Regions from separate parts of the Mus musculus genome. Here regions 1 and 2 are each linked to region 3. The links are chromatin contacts, called in public Hi-C and HiChIP or PLAC-seq maps. All regions are on one chromosome and are shown on one strand. The core of a region is the stretch at or near the end of the contact, and the rest is flanking DNA. Distances in the headings are between cores, read along the strand shown.

Evidence for each region. Hi-C and Micro-C count contacts between places; a contact is called where the count stands out from the background. HiChIP or PLAC-seq counts read pairs in DNA pulled down with a chosen protein or histone mark.
Region 1: an H3K4me3 HiChIP or PLAC-seq map of embryonic forebrain shows a contact between it and region 3, with 4 times the contacts expected there. The contact joins the enhancer-like site here to the promoter of Mir124-2hg in region 3. A contact is called at or near these places in 1 of 39 promoter capture datasets (embryonic stem cells), 1 of 484 Hi-C or Micro-C datasets (rod photoreceptor) and 7 of 115 datasets of contacts at active chromatin or transcription factors (astrocytes, differentiating embryonic stem cells, embryonic forebrain and 4 more).
Region 2: a Hi-C map of cerebellum shows a contact between it and region 3, with 1.8 times the contacts expected there. The contact joins the enhancer-like site here to the promoter of Mir124-2hg in region 3. A contact is called at or near these places in 1 of 39 promoter capture datasets (hippocampal neurons), 3 of 484 Hi-C or Micro-C datasets (cerebellar granule neurons, cerebellum and cortical neurons), 4 of 115 datasets of contacts at active chromatin or transcription factors (embryonic forebrain, embryonic hindbrain, embryonic midbrain and 1 more) and 1 of 9 other capture datasets (embryonic stem cells).

What each region holds. Positions count from the first base shown.
Region 1 is chr3:17,580,253-17,584,841 of GRCm38.p6, reverse strand. The region is part of intron 2 of Gm30340 (a long non-coding RNA gene); the gene reads left to right. Among named protein-coding and RNA genes, the nearest start is that of Gm30340, 200 kb to the left of the region's middle. Within about 2 kb of position 2,136, at least 6 of the 459 cell types and tissues checked have an H3K27ac peak or open chromatin away from gene starts, as enhancers often do. A contact at or near this core is called in embryonic forebrain, where this site is marked.
Region 2 is chr3:17,538,583-17,543,247 of GRCm38.p6, reverse strand. All of the region lies in intron 3 of Gm30340 (a long non-coding RNA gene), which reads left to right. Among named protein-coding and RNA genes, the nearest start is that of Gm30340, 250 kb to the left of the region's middle. Within about 2 kb of position 1,662, at least 2 of the 459 cell types and tissues checked have an H3K27ac peak or open chromatin away from gene starts, as enhancers often do. A contact at or near this core is called in cerebellar granule neurons and cerebellum, where this site is marked.
Region 3 is chr3:17,787,139-17,791,629 of GRCm38.p6, reverse strand. It overlaps Mir124-2hg (Mir124-2 host gene (non-protein coding)), which reads right to left and starts at 1,709. Exons shown (of 3, transcript NR_033490.1): 1 at 1,450-1,709.

The sequences.
Region 1 (4,589 bases), core at 887-3,386, 210 kb after region 3:
AGGCATTATAACCTTTTAAAAATATGTTAATACAGTTTGAGATGGAGCGTCACATTTATTTGCTGTTATTATATCATCCTTTCTCTTTCTTTACAATCAGAGATGGTTACTACTAACTGACATAAGACCTGGGTATGGTTGTCTTTGTATGGTTTTCTTTGTCTTATAGCCTAATGCATGTTTACATATGATAAATGTCAGGAGACATTTCCTAAGGGTTTGGTGGTTGCAACAAGCATGCTTCTTGAAGATTGTCACATATAACACCACCATAAATTTTAATTCACTATATGACATACACAGTAGTAAGAGTACCTTACTACTGTGATACGAGAAATTAGAAAGGTTAGCAAATTAGAACACTCACTAGTTTTTCATGCTTATATTATATTTTTAATATACCATTTCAACCTGCCTTTGCTAATAATTGGTTGTGTGAAAGTGTAAATATTTCAAATGATTTTTGTCTAGCGCTCAAAATGGTCACACTGAATTACTTTTGCATTCTTTCCATAATTTTTTTTTGCTAGACTATCGTGATGATACATTGAATGGGCATTTGGTACGTGAATTGAAATATAGCCGAGGAAATAGGTATTTGCTTTCTTGTATGGTGCTTAGGTGAACCTTTTGGTATGTACATTGTTTGTCTATAAAATTGTAGCAGTTCTTTTTTTTACAATGATGACATTACACAAAAAATATACAAATTAGGTAGGAGCCCCTAGCTATCCCCACAGCCTGTTGCATCAAGTATCTGTAGAGTTAGGCACATCCTCTCCTACTGAGGCTAGACAAAGTCAGCTCTGTTGGAGAATAGATCCTATAGTCCAGAAACAACTTTAAAGAAAGCTCTTTTCCCCTGCTCAGAGGAAAAGAGAAGGGGGGATGAGGGGAGGGACACTGACATGGGGACCAGGGACTGGGAGGGAGTTAGGGCAGCATTTGGGATGTAAGTAACTAAATTAACTAAAAAAATATTTCCAGTTACAGTCCCAGCAAATAGCTACCTTCTTCTAAAAAAATCACTATATCATATTATTCCATTTTATGTCTATAGTAACTGGAATTCCTATAAAACAGAACATATTTATATAGATACTTTCACAATAGGGTTAATTTTGCTTGCAAGTTTATTCCTTAATCTAGGTGTCTAGAAAATGCCACATTAAGGGTACAAAATATGATATCAGGTGGATCTTGTTTAAATCATAGGCTATCTCATCCCTTACAAGAAATGGCTGTAATCTTGGTTTCTTATGCAGTATGGCTCACATATATGTCTTAGAATCTTTTCAGTCTTTTGTTAAGGATTTTGTGAGCAATAGTGATTCAGATTCAGCTTTCTACAGTTAACATAATTTAGAATGACAGAAATCCATATCACAAAGCTATACTTAATAAACCAGATGTTTCTAATATCTGAGCATTCTTAATCAATATTAAAATGTATAATTTTAGAAATCATTTTTACAAGCTCAGGATAATAGTTCTGCGTGCCAAGCTGTCTCATTACTTTCTGCTCTTAAGTCTGGACTCCTCCAATAATGAGGACTTTTTTGGTGAAAGAGAGGAATAAAGATCTATGAAGCGTCAAATCACAGGGTCTTCTTATCACTTCACAGGAACAATTTTTACTTTTTCTTTGTCTACAGTCAGAAATTTTAAACGAGGTATACCCAACTTGGGTGCTTCATAATTTGCAATGGAAAACAGGATTATCTCCATATATATTTAACCAGGGTGGTTGCAGACATATGAATTTCAGTCTAGAAACTTGCTGTATGTTCTGCTATATTTTCCCAGAATGTATAAAAGCATGCCTTTAAAAAATACATGCACACACGATGGTAATTGAATCGTACATAAAACCCGTCAAAGCTCCAATTTCCAATATTCTAATGAATATCAAAAGAGTCCAGTATTTCCGACTTTGACAAATTGCAGATGAGGTTTTACTCATTAAGAGGGGCCGCTAATGTTTATTTAAATGCAATTTACTGTTGCATTATTGATTAGCTACTGCAAAATTATCTTACAAGGAGCACGTGTGTTGAGAAGATTTCGGGTTGAGAGCGGATTTATCTAGGGAAGGCCTGTAGGCTTGATTTAGGCCCCAGGACACGAGAGTTTTAATTTATCTGGAAAGAAAGGCCTGGCGGAAGGTTTGCTTTGTTTGCGTTTAGACAGCAGATGAAAGGCGTTTTGATGTTGAGCTGGGAAAAAAAAATGGCTGCCACTCTCTTATTCACGCAGAGAATTCAGCAAAGGAAAAAAAAAAAAACCCTATTACTCAGGCAAGATAAAACAAGCCTTTTCTTACCCTCAAATCATTTTTTGAATCAAATATGTGGTTCTTGTTATCTTCCAAAGGAGAAATAAAAAATTTAAAATGTTTCTTGTTATCGAAAATCTTCAAAATATTTTCATATTGTATTTTTGCTAACGTTTCACTTTATGCTTCCATTCTGTACCTTTTGGTGGGGACATCCTATGTGCCTTAAAATGGGAATGTAACTTGATAAAAGGACCAATGAAAGAATTAAACATTTGAGTGAAAGTGAACAAACAAATTTTTCAGATGCTGTGCTTGAAAAATAACATAAACAGTATTTAGATAGAAAGTCTTTTAGACACACTACATTGTTGGTTCTGTGGACCAGAAATATCCATCTGAGGGAGTCAGACTCCTTAATGCTGACTTTTTCCAGTCTAATCATTACGAGCATATTAGCAAGTAAGACAATGTCAAAGGCTGCACTAAAAATGACACACTTCCATGTAGAATCATGGAAAGATGGCTACTAGATAAAAAAGGTAATTAAAATAAAGAAAGTGATAAAATTCATGTAATTTGTAGAGGGAAAATACCTCTTATTTATGTATGTAAAAATGTCAGGGATATCTTATACCTGCTTGTGCAGACAGTTATTGGTTTACTTCCTTGATAATATAGGAAATTCTTATATGTAACATCATCTCAAGGGTAGAGAACAAACTTTTTAATGTAATTTAAGGTTATGAGTTGGAAAAATATCTTGTCAAGCAGAAAAGCATGTGGCGAAGATGACACTTGAAAAGATAAAGCTCCTATATGCTGCAGGTAATTATTTAGTATGCCTAAGAATCTTGTAATAATTATTTGATGATATACCAGCCAGCCAAGAGAATTTAGAAAATGTCTCAACTGATCAGTAGAACATCTGAATTGCATTTCAATATGCAATAATAGGATCTTAAATCCAGACTCTGAAACATTATCATTCAGAAGGCATTTCAGTTGGTTTACTATTCTGTGAAAATAAATTTCATAGGCAGCATTCTGCATTGAAAAAGAAGCTGGAAAAAAAACCTCATTTTCTCTGTGTGATTTGGGGCCACAAATGAGAAAGACAGCGACAAGAATTTTGTTTTCCTCTGGGGCTTACATCACTGGAGGCATGGTGATGATGACTGAACACTGGTTCGGACAGTTTGAAGGTTAATTATATATCCACATTTTGGGTCTGCCAGAATGGGGTACTGCTATACATTTATTTAAACAAATCTGAAGTATATCTGAAGTATTCACTTAAAAAATGTCGCTTAGTAATGTAACACTGATTACACAACTTTTTATTTTCCTATGTAGTCCTTAGTTTTAACTTCTCTTTTAGTTAGTAATCTCATCTACTCATTTTCTCTTTCACTGTTTGAGGGAAGGAGGGAGGGAGGGAGGATGGGAGGGAGGGAGGGAGAAAGAGAGAAAGAGGGATATACTTCCTCATAGGTGTGCTTGCCTGTGCACACATGGAGGGGAGAGGTCAACATTAGATGTCTGCTTTTACTCCCTGCTTTATATTTTGAGGATAGGTCTCCCACTGTTCCTGAAACCTCACTGTTTTGGCTAGAAAAACTGGCAAGAAGCCTCAAGGATGTATTTTGTCACACCCCAGTGCTCAGGATAGAGGCATGTGTGTCTGTTGGCTTTTCCATGGATGCTGGGGTTCTGAACTCAGGTCATGATGTTTAGCACTCACGGAGCTATCTCACAGCCCTCATCTGTTTACCCTTAGTAAAGATATTATATTTTTTTCTTTACTTTTAGATATTGACAAAGAACATATACTTTAGAGGACAATTCAAATGAACTAAGAGTAATCAAAAAAACAAAGCAAGCTAGATATTATGTGCTCTATGTCCAGATATACTAGTATTTTGCTCGAATTGGGAACTTATATGGACTTGGCATGTAATCACTGGAAACAAGTGATCAAGCAAGATCATATCAAGCAAGATTATAAAAGGGGAGATTTATTTTAGATATTATTGAGATATTGTAAATTAATTTGTTTTATTTGTAAAAGACAAGAATTGTGTCTGTGATTATGCCCTCAGAATGGATAGTTAACTTTTTAAAGTTCTCTGCACTTTTAAATGCTGGGGAGCTTTAAATAGAAAATTAGGAATAAGCTCCAAAATGAAGGGAGGGAGAAAATCCTGGTTACTCTGAGAAACATTAGTGAATGTAATCATGGCTTAAAATAAGTAAAAGGATCTTCAATAAAGGCCACAGATGACCCTATTGAATAAGGTGCATGTTCACTCAT
Region 2 (4,665 bases), core at 413-2,912, 250 kb after region 3:
GCATCACATTAACTGTCCTACGCTTTCAAAATTCAGCTTCTTACAAAGCTTCAGGACATAGATGACATATGAACAAGTTCTTTGTACAATGTAGTATACAATCTAGTCTAGCCTATTTCCCAGAAGTTTTCATTCCTGTCTTTAAGCCTGGTATTTATGATGCATTTCTCTAGATCACTGGTCCTCAACCTTTCTAAGACTGCAAACCTTTAATACAATTAGTTCTCTATGTTTTAGTGACTCCCAACCATAAGTTATTTTGTTGCTTATTCATAATTATAACTTTGCTACTGTTATGAGTCATAACATAAATATCTGATATGCAAGATATCTGATATGTGACTATCAAAAAGATCATGACTGACAGGTTGTGAACCACTGTTCTAGACATTCTGGTCTACTGAGCTTCTACCAGAGTTACCCACTAATTAATGTAATCACATAGTGATGGGATTGTATGACAGGAGTCCTTCTTCACGTAATGATTGACAGGTATACCAGTTTTACACATTTTGCCAGATTGTAAAAAGTTATTTTGAAGAGGAAAATAATATTCTTTTTACTGTTTGTAGTTTTTGTTGAGATGGACTCTTATAACAAAATAAGATGTTCAAGAAACAAACAGAAATTCAGTAATTTAATGTCACATACACCTCATGCATACGCAGGAGACATAATTTACCAAAACTCAAGAAGGTAATTTGAAACTAAGCTTACATATAATCACATATTTAAACCTAGAAAGAAGAGTGTGGTAAAGATCAGAAAAACAGGCAAGGACTAGCACTTTCAATAGTAGGAAGCAGCTTTATCTTGCAATCTTTTCTTAATGAGAATATATTTTATAATTCATTTTCCTACAGAAAGCAGACACTTCTACAAATGGAGAGTCCCTTTGTTTATGCAAGTTTTTAGACAAAAGAATAATTTCTACTCTTAGTAACCAGGCGATGCTACTGGTCTGTTCTCAGGGACATTGAAGCAGCTTATGTCACCACTTGCAGCTGCTAGGTGTGCTATGTGTGTTAGGTGCTGTGTCTAAAAGGAATCCTAGCCACTGTAGTACTCTCCTCATCCTGTCTCGTGTGTTTACTTCATGTCTCTCTTTCTGTCACTTTCTATTTCTCCAATATGTCATGTCTCTACATGGGCTTCCATTGTCCTCTCCTCCAATAAATCTCTTACACTAGATCTGTTGCATGGTGTAATTTCTCAGGGGTACAACTTGGTATGGGCCTGTCAAAGATATCCCTTATCACCCCCACTGCTTTTATCCTATCTTATTTTGTTTTCAGTGTTCTCCAACTCATTACTTTAAAATAAAGTGTGAGGCAAGACAGTGCATTTTGCTCTCCTACAGTCATTTCTTGGTGTGACATACCTAAATTCCCTAATGGTAAAGGAATAGAGTTAATTTCATGCATATTTTTCTTGCATTTTGGTTGTAAAAGGCCTTGACTATTAATATTAAACAAACCATTTTCACACTAATGGATTTGTAAGTAGATGTATGGATTGAAAGGTGGGTGGGTTTACATTCTTCTTCACTGACCACTGAGTTAAAATAGTATTTATCCTGGCTCTATTTTATCCTGCTAAGATTCATTTTGTTACTTTGGTCTGTATAATTTCTCCAGTCAAAATAAATGACTCACTCTTTGCTAAGCCCACCCCTCCCTTTCTGGATCATCTGTGGCCTTGGCTCATGCTGTGAACTCCATCTGGAATATCATTTCTATGTTTCTGAAGAATTGTTTCTAAAAGGACAGCCTGCATTCAAGTTCCATCATAAGTATCAACTTCTTATAAGTTTTTTTTTTCACTGAATAAAATATCTTTTCTTCTACATTTCAGTTTTGTACTTTTTTCAACAATGATGTCTATAGTTTTCTTGCCTTGCAACATTTCTAATATTAAACTCTCAAGTTGCTTATCATCACCATTGTCCTCTTTGTGATCTTATTTTGTCTTATTTATCTTACTTGATCATGAACTCCACAAGCCAGAAAATACAGTTAAACTTATTTTGCCTGGTCTATTATTGTTTTCCCATATACAGACTGAAGCATTATAGTATCTTTCAAGATTAATTTATTAATTCAATAATTATGTATGAAATGTATTAGAAGTAGCTATTGGTTAGAATAATACAGAAAACTATGAAGTTAAATTATTTCATAAAATTTCACTTAAGTCATAAAAATATATTCTGACTACTATCATGTTGCATGTAGCTTTTGCTACCCTGCCTTAGCTCTGGGAACAGGCCATGCTACCAGCCCCCTCCCAGATTCTCTTGAATTGATGAGTCAATGATTCATACACAGTTGTTTGTTTTCAACTTGCCTTCTTATCACAATTGTTGGGCATTATTGGACTCCTGCTGGTAGCATGCCCTTATCAATACTCACAGCACTGCACCTCCTGCCTGTCTTAAACTTTAGTGCTCAGTTACATCTAGATCCTACTAAATATCCCTATAGGAGTAGCCATAATCCGTTGTCCCTCTTGAGACTTCCCATGGCTGCCTGGCTTTTGTCCCCAAAGCATGGCTAACTCTCCTCTCCTACCTTGCATCTCTCCTTTCCTCGAGGGACCTGGAAGTCCCTTCTATTCCTTCTGACCAGCAATTAGCCTGGCTTCTTTACTGACAGATCAAGAACCAGTTAGGTAACAGGACAGCATCAGAACCACCCCTGCAACTATCATATATTTATTATTGTTTATATAAGGTAAATCATCCAAAATCATGACTGTAGAGCATTTAGCTCAATTATTTTATACATAATAGTAATTTTAGTGAAGAGATTAATTAATGTGAGTACATTCATTTATTAAAACCATCACCGTTCACAATAAATTATATGTATTTTTGCAAATACACTTTATTATGTAAATGATATTTATAATTATTTCTTCAGGTAGGAACAACAAAATAACTTTGATTAGCAATGTGGTTTTAGACTAACAGAAAAAATACTAAGTATAAAGTAGTTTTTGCTTTTCAGGGACACTTTGATGTTGAGCAGCATTTGATTTTTTTCTATTTGAATAGTGTGGTCCATTTCTATTCAACCCTAATGTTTTTTGTTCTTAATTCTAGCCTCATGAAAAGGCTCTAAATAAATGTAGATTTCAATTAAAAGGCTAGACTGTTATTTATAATTAAGCTTCCTAATAGTACGAGATTGTTTACTAGCCAAATGAAATAGAAATGGTGGCTTTTACAATAAATTTGGGGTTGGAGCTTGTTGCTGCACATTTGAGTTTCTGTTATGCCAACACAGCTGGAGGCAGATGGTAGAAGTGGCTTTGAGGCGCCTGCCCATGAATAATGGTAGACCAAGGGCGTCCAGCCCTGCAGGAGTGCTTTGGGTAGACAACTTTTAGGAAGACCTTGGAAATACCTTTTTGTGCTCAAAGTATTTTTACTTTTGAACAACTAAAGACCTCAGCTAAAAAGCTGGAAACAGTTAGAGAGCAATGCACTTTGAAATGAAAATAGTTGCCTCACATATAAACATCTATACCTGTTAGCAGACTGCACATGACTACAAGTATGTCTGTCTTTTCTTTCTCTTTGGGTTCAGAGGAAACCCAAAGTCTCCTTTTTCCTTCTTAACCTTAGAGTGGATACTAATTTCCTGTCACTACTACCAATTTTAATTTGTTTCATTTTCTGCTTAAGATATCTCCTTCCCCAGGCTTACCCTTGTGTGTACCTATTTGTGTGTATGTGTGTGCTTGTACATTGTATATGCATATGCACACATAAAAGTAGAGGATGCAGGATGACATTAAGAGTCTTCTTCAATCACTTTGCCTCTTATTTTTTTCAGGCAGGACTTTCATTTAGCCTGATTAAGTTCGGTTGGTGGACCAGCAAGCTCTAAGAATCCTCCCGACTCTACTTCCCTAGTTTATGGATTACAAACATGCACCACAGTTTTGGGTTTTTTTGTCGGTGCTGATCATCTGACAGGTTCTCATGCTTACATGGCAAATACTTTACCTGTTATTGCTGAACAACTTATTCAACACTCCTCCATTTTTCTTTTTCTGAAGCTGGTAAAAAGTGCAAGAAGCCTCCAAACGCTGACACCATTGCATACACTAGCAAGATTTTGCTGAAAGGACCCTGATATAGCTGTCTCTTGTGAGACTATGCCAGGGCCTAGCAAACACAGATGTGGATGCTCACAGTCAGCTATTGGATGGATCACAGGGCCCCCAATGGAGGAGCTAGAGAAAGTACCCAAGGAGCTAGAGGGATCTGCAACCCTATAGGTGGAACAACATTATGAACTAACTAACCAGAGCTCTTGACTCTAGCTGCATATGTATCAAAAGATGGCCTAGTCGGCCATCACTGGAAAGAGAGGCCCATTGGACATGCAAACTTTATATGACCCAGTACAGGGGGATGCCAGAGCCAAAAAGTGGCAGTGAGTGGGTAGGGGAGTGTGGGGGAGGGTATGGGGGACTTTTGGGATAGCATTGGAAATGTAAATGAGGAAAATAACTAATAAAAAATATTTTAAAAAAAGTGCAAGAACATCCCATGTACATCTCTCTGTCTTGAGGGTTCTTTGCTACAGTGGGTCTATGAAGTGAGAATTCACATGAGTAGTCTTTTTCTTCTTAAGATTGATCATTTTACTTCTG
Region 3 (4,491 bases), core at 460-2,959:
GGCAGTGTAGATAGCTATCTCACATCTACAATGAGCCAATTCTGAAGAATCCCCCTACTAACCCCAGCACTTTCTATGGCAGTGAGGACAGCATGATGATGAAGTGACTAAGGCTTCTTACTCAGTAGTTCTTTGCCCCAATACCAATAGCATTTCATCTTAGGTTTAAAAAAATCTAAAGACTGACACAGTAGAGTAAAAATAATCTTGTCCTGTGATTCTCCCAGGGATGACTGGAGAAAGGAAAAAACACAATACACTACCCCACCCCCAAATGATTGGTGGTTTTTTGTTTTGTTTTGTTTTGTTTTCATTTTCTGCAGGTTATCAGAGGAGAGGTATTATTTTCATGTATGTGTATAACCACACACTTATGATCTAATGCCCTCTAGAACTACAAATCTTTAAAGGGCACCGACCAGTACAAATTGTTTCTATTCAAATATCTGGACAGCAGGGAAACAGACCCTTGGTTTCAAAGCAAGGTCCATACCCACCGGGCCAAGGGGCCCAGCCATAGCCGCTTCCGCTTTTGCTTTTCTGGGTATAAGAGGGCTGATTCTTGCTCCTGCCCCTCAAAGTATTGAAAACTTGGGAAATCCTTGTACCGGAAGAAAATGGCCTAAACACAATAGGACTCGCCATTTTCTACTTGCGAAGCACAAAGCGCTTGGCGCTGCCTGCTACACAAAGGAAGCATGGGCCGCAGAATTCTTGCATATTTTCAAGAGGCTAGAAAATATCTTCCGCGAATGGCAATTTATATTGTTTGGTCACACACACACACACACACACACACACACACACACACACACACACACACACACACACACAGAGGCATCCTCACTTAGCCCTGATGTCTAGAAGATCCCAGCTTTAAGGTTTAAGTTAAAAACAAAACAAAACAAAACAAAAACGCAGGAAAGGCTCGGTTCCAGAAGCAGCGCTCAGGGCCGTGTTAATCCTCCCAAGACAACGGGTGTTAGCGGTGGGCAGCAGAGGGCTCTAAACTAGGTGTGTTGTTGTGGGGATGGAGGCCCATCATCTCCCAGTCTAAGATCTCTCCTTTTGACTCCATCCTGTCCCCAGAGCTCGTCCGGTAGCTCCGTAGTCCTACCCTTTGAGCGACAGGAACCAATCTTTCAGCGAGGATGTTAAGCTGGCAGCAACTCTTAAGGATGCTCAAAGCGCGGGAAACCCTGATCTGTGCGCCTCCCCTGCCCCCAGCCCACTGCTACAATCCACAGCATAATAACAGGACTCTATTACTAGCCTAGGTAAAATGCTGCAGCTTAGGTACAGAAAAACAAAACAAAACAAAAACAATGCAGGAAGCCCCTACAAATAAAAACATACAGACACAGGCAGCAACTCTGCTCACAATAGGAACACTCAGTTCACCGCGCGAAGCAGAGCTTAAAAACCCAGGAAAAGACAGACAGTACTTACAGCAGGTGAGTCCTTGAATAATCCATGGTCAGGTCCTTCGGTTTGTTAGTCTGTGCTTTAAAAAAAAAAAAGTATATACATCTCTGTGTATTTGATTTTTACATAGCTTCCATCGTTGTGAAGGAAAGAAAAAAATCTTGAAGACTTGAGAGCATGGGGGAGGGGGCGGAGATTTTCATTGTCTACGCTCTGCACACGCAGCCCAAGATATTGCTCTGTGGAGCTCCTTCCACTTTCTGCTTGAAATTCAGAAGCTTTCTACTCAGCAAAGAAGGAGTTTGGCACACACCCCCTGCCCCTGTATTTCTCCTCTCCTCTCCTCTCCTCTCCTCTCCTCTCCTCTCCTCTCCTCTCCTCTCCTCTCCTCTCCTCTCCTCTCCTCTCCTCTCCTCTCCTCTCCTCTCTCTGTCACTCACCCTCTTGCTCTTCTAAAGCTAGTGTTCTCTCTCTCTCTCTCTCTCTCTCTCTCTCTCTCTCTCTCTCACTTTTTTTTCAAAAGAGGGCAGGTCGCTTCCTGCATCCCAATGAGTTAAATCAGGCACTTCTTCTCATGCATCAGCAGCCTCTTTAACAATCCGAGAGCTGCAGGCACAAAAGAGCATTTAGCTGCCTCCAATTTGTGTAGAAGGCCTGCCCTTAATTTGTTTGAGGAGTATAATTAAATCATGAATTTCACGAAATATAAAAATACAAAATTCCTAACCTCAGCTAGTGAACCGCTAATGGTAACCTTTAAAAACAAATCTCTCCTCATGTCCCTGTTCTTAGCCAGACCGAGAACATCTCAGATACGCAAGAAGACAAGAGTTCGGACTCAAACCTAGCATGCCTTCTCCATTTACACGTCAAGGTCACACTGATAACATCCCTCAGTGCTCTAAATGAGAGCCTTTCTATTTCTTTCCTTTTAAAAAACAATAATATTCTGAATTTTTAAAATTGCCTCAGGAAGAAATTAAGTCATTTGGGAAAATCTGCTGGACTAAATAAAAACGTAAGTATGTTCTTAATATGAAATAGGATCAGAATTTGCTATACAGACACTAGGTTGAGGAGTTCTACAAATAGGCCTTGCTCGGGAGAATGTTTTCAACTTTTCCAGGCAGGACTCTGTGGTCAGTGAAGTCTGAGTTCCATGGGTTTTGATCATGTTTCTTCCAGCCACAGAGTGGGCCTTATGGGACATCAGAGCCAGAGCCTATCAAGCTTGCTGAGTCCCAGAGGGCTTCTGATAAGGAAAATGCTGCTTGTTGTTGGGAGCAGGGGTTTGGCTCCCACTCCTTTAAGTAGGTTGGGGCGCAAAAAGCAACTCTGCATTCCTGCAGTTTCTCTTTCAGAAAGAATCCAGACCAAGCCATTGCTCTACCTCAATGAAGGTGGTGGGGTGGCAAGGCCACCTTCCTCTCTCACTCACCTGCCACCCCCCCCTCCCCCAAGGCCACTGCTAGGAAGATACTTAGGAGTGTTTTTCTCCTTCCTAGTGCTCCCATCTTCTGGGAAATTGTAGAATCCCTTACCACAAAAAACTTTGAATTGTCAGTAATTTGCTGCTAAGTCTACTGTCAGCTCCTACCCCCATTTCTCATTCTAACTCTAGTCAAGAACCCCCCACACTGGAACACTGGAGAGGTGCAACTTCAGTACTACCCAATGGGAACAAAACATGTCACCACTTCCTGACTGTAAATGTTCACTCTGATACTCTAAGTCACCCTGGGCGTTTGAATTAGGCCATGTTTCACCCTGAGCACAGAGCTAAGTGAACTGGGCTATAACTGAGCTGTACCTCTGTCTGCTTGAAATATCCAACAAGCGTTCCTACGAAGATACTTGGAAACGTAAAACAAAATATGAAATAAAACATTCTAAAGAAAAGATACGTTCTTGTGTGTTTGTAAAACATGTTTGTAAAGTGCTGAGTGGGGGCTGGAATTACTTGACAAAATATCATTTCTGTGCCTGGAGTCCAGACAGAAAGCAGGTCTAAAGGTCGGTGTTTTTTATCGGGGCAGAGGACTTTGACTTGGGGAGGCACTAGGTACATCATTTTCCTTCCCTGTATCTTTTCACTGATCATGTTCATTCTATCCGTTTTCAGTTTATTGACCTGGGATGTGTGATTGCTAAAGATCCTCAAGGACTTGCCTGGCCCGTGGAGGGGCCAGGTCAGAGTGTTCAGTGCATCCCGCCCACTACGGGGAAGTTGCAGTGCTTAGCTTTGGTTAGCTAGCAGAGATGGCTCAGTGGGGTGGCGACTTCAGACCACCCAGTACAGGTACTTGACCCAGCCTCTTCTTCTCCAGTTCTGGCAATACTAGCTTTGCCCCGGAGCTCTAGGAAGGCCTTAGGACTGTATGAAAGCTGACCTCACGTTTCCTAGGTATGGGCCTCTCCTGCATACTTCGCTATCCTAAGAAACACCTGCCAAGGAAAACTCAAGAATCTGAGGCTACTGCCGGAACATTTGCTCCCGGATTTCACTCCCCGTCTACCCAAGAAAGATGGACAGACAGATACAGCCATGGCCTCCAGGCAGCTCAGGGGATGGAAAACACAGAGTTGGATCCTGCAAAGTCCTTCCAAAGGAGCCTTTATATTTAGACACCTTTAACTCTTGATCCGGATCTCCTACCTACTTCGGTTGAGCAACCAAAGCCAGTGATTGCTTTCTAACCCGGGATAAGAGGGTTTCTCTGCAATGCGAACCTCTTACTGCCCTGCACACCTCATAGCTAGAGCTAGCTTATGAAAACGAAACCCAACTCATTGCCAGAAGTTGTTGCTAATTAGTGGATAATAAACTTCTGTAGCCAGGGCACAAAAGTCTTTTTAAAGTGCAAAGGTGTTCTTTGTATCGCATCAGAAAAGAGATTAGCATATCAATTGGACTGAAGGGACGGGACAATGAGCCCTACTCCCTCTGCGCTGGCCTGAGTTCGTAGCCTTCCTTTCCCTCTGTTTTCTTTCCTTCACCCTTCCTCCTCCTCCTCCTCCTCCTCCTCCTCCTCTTCCTTCTCCTCCTCCTCGCTCCCACTTTCTTTT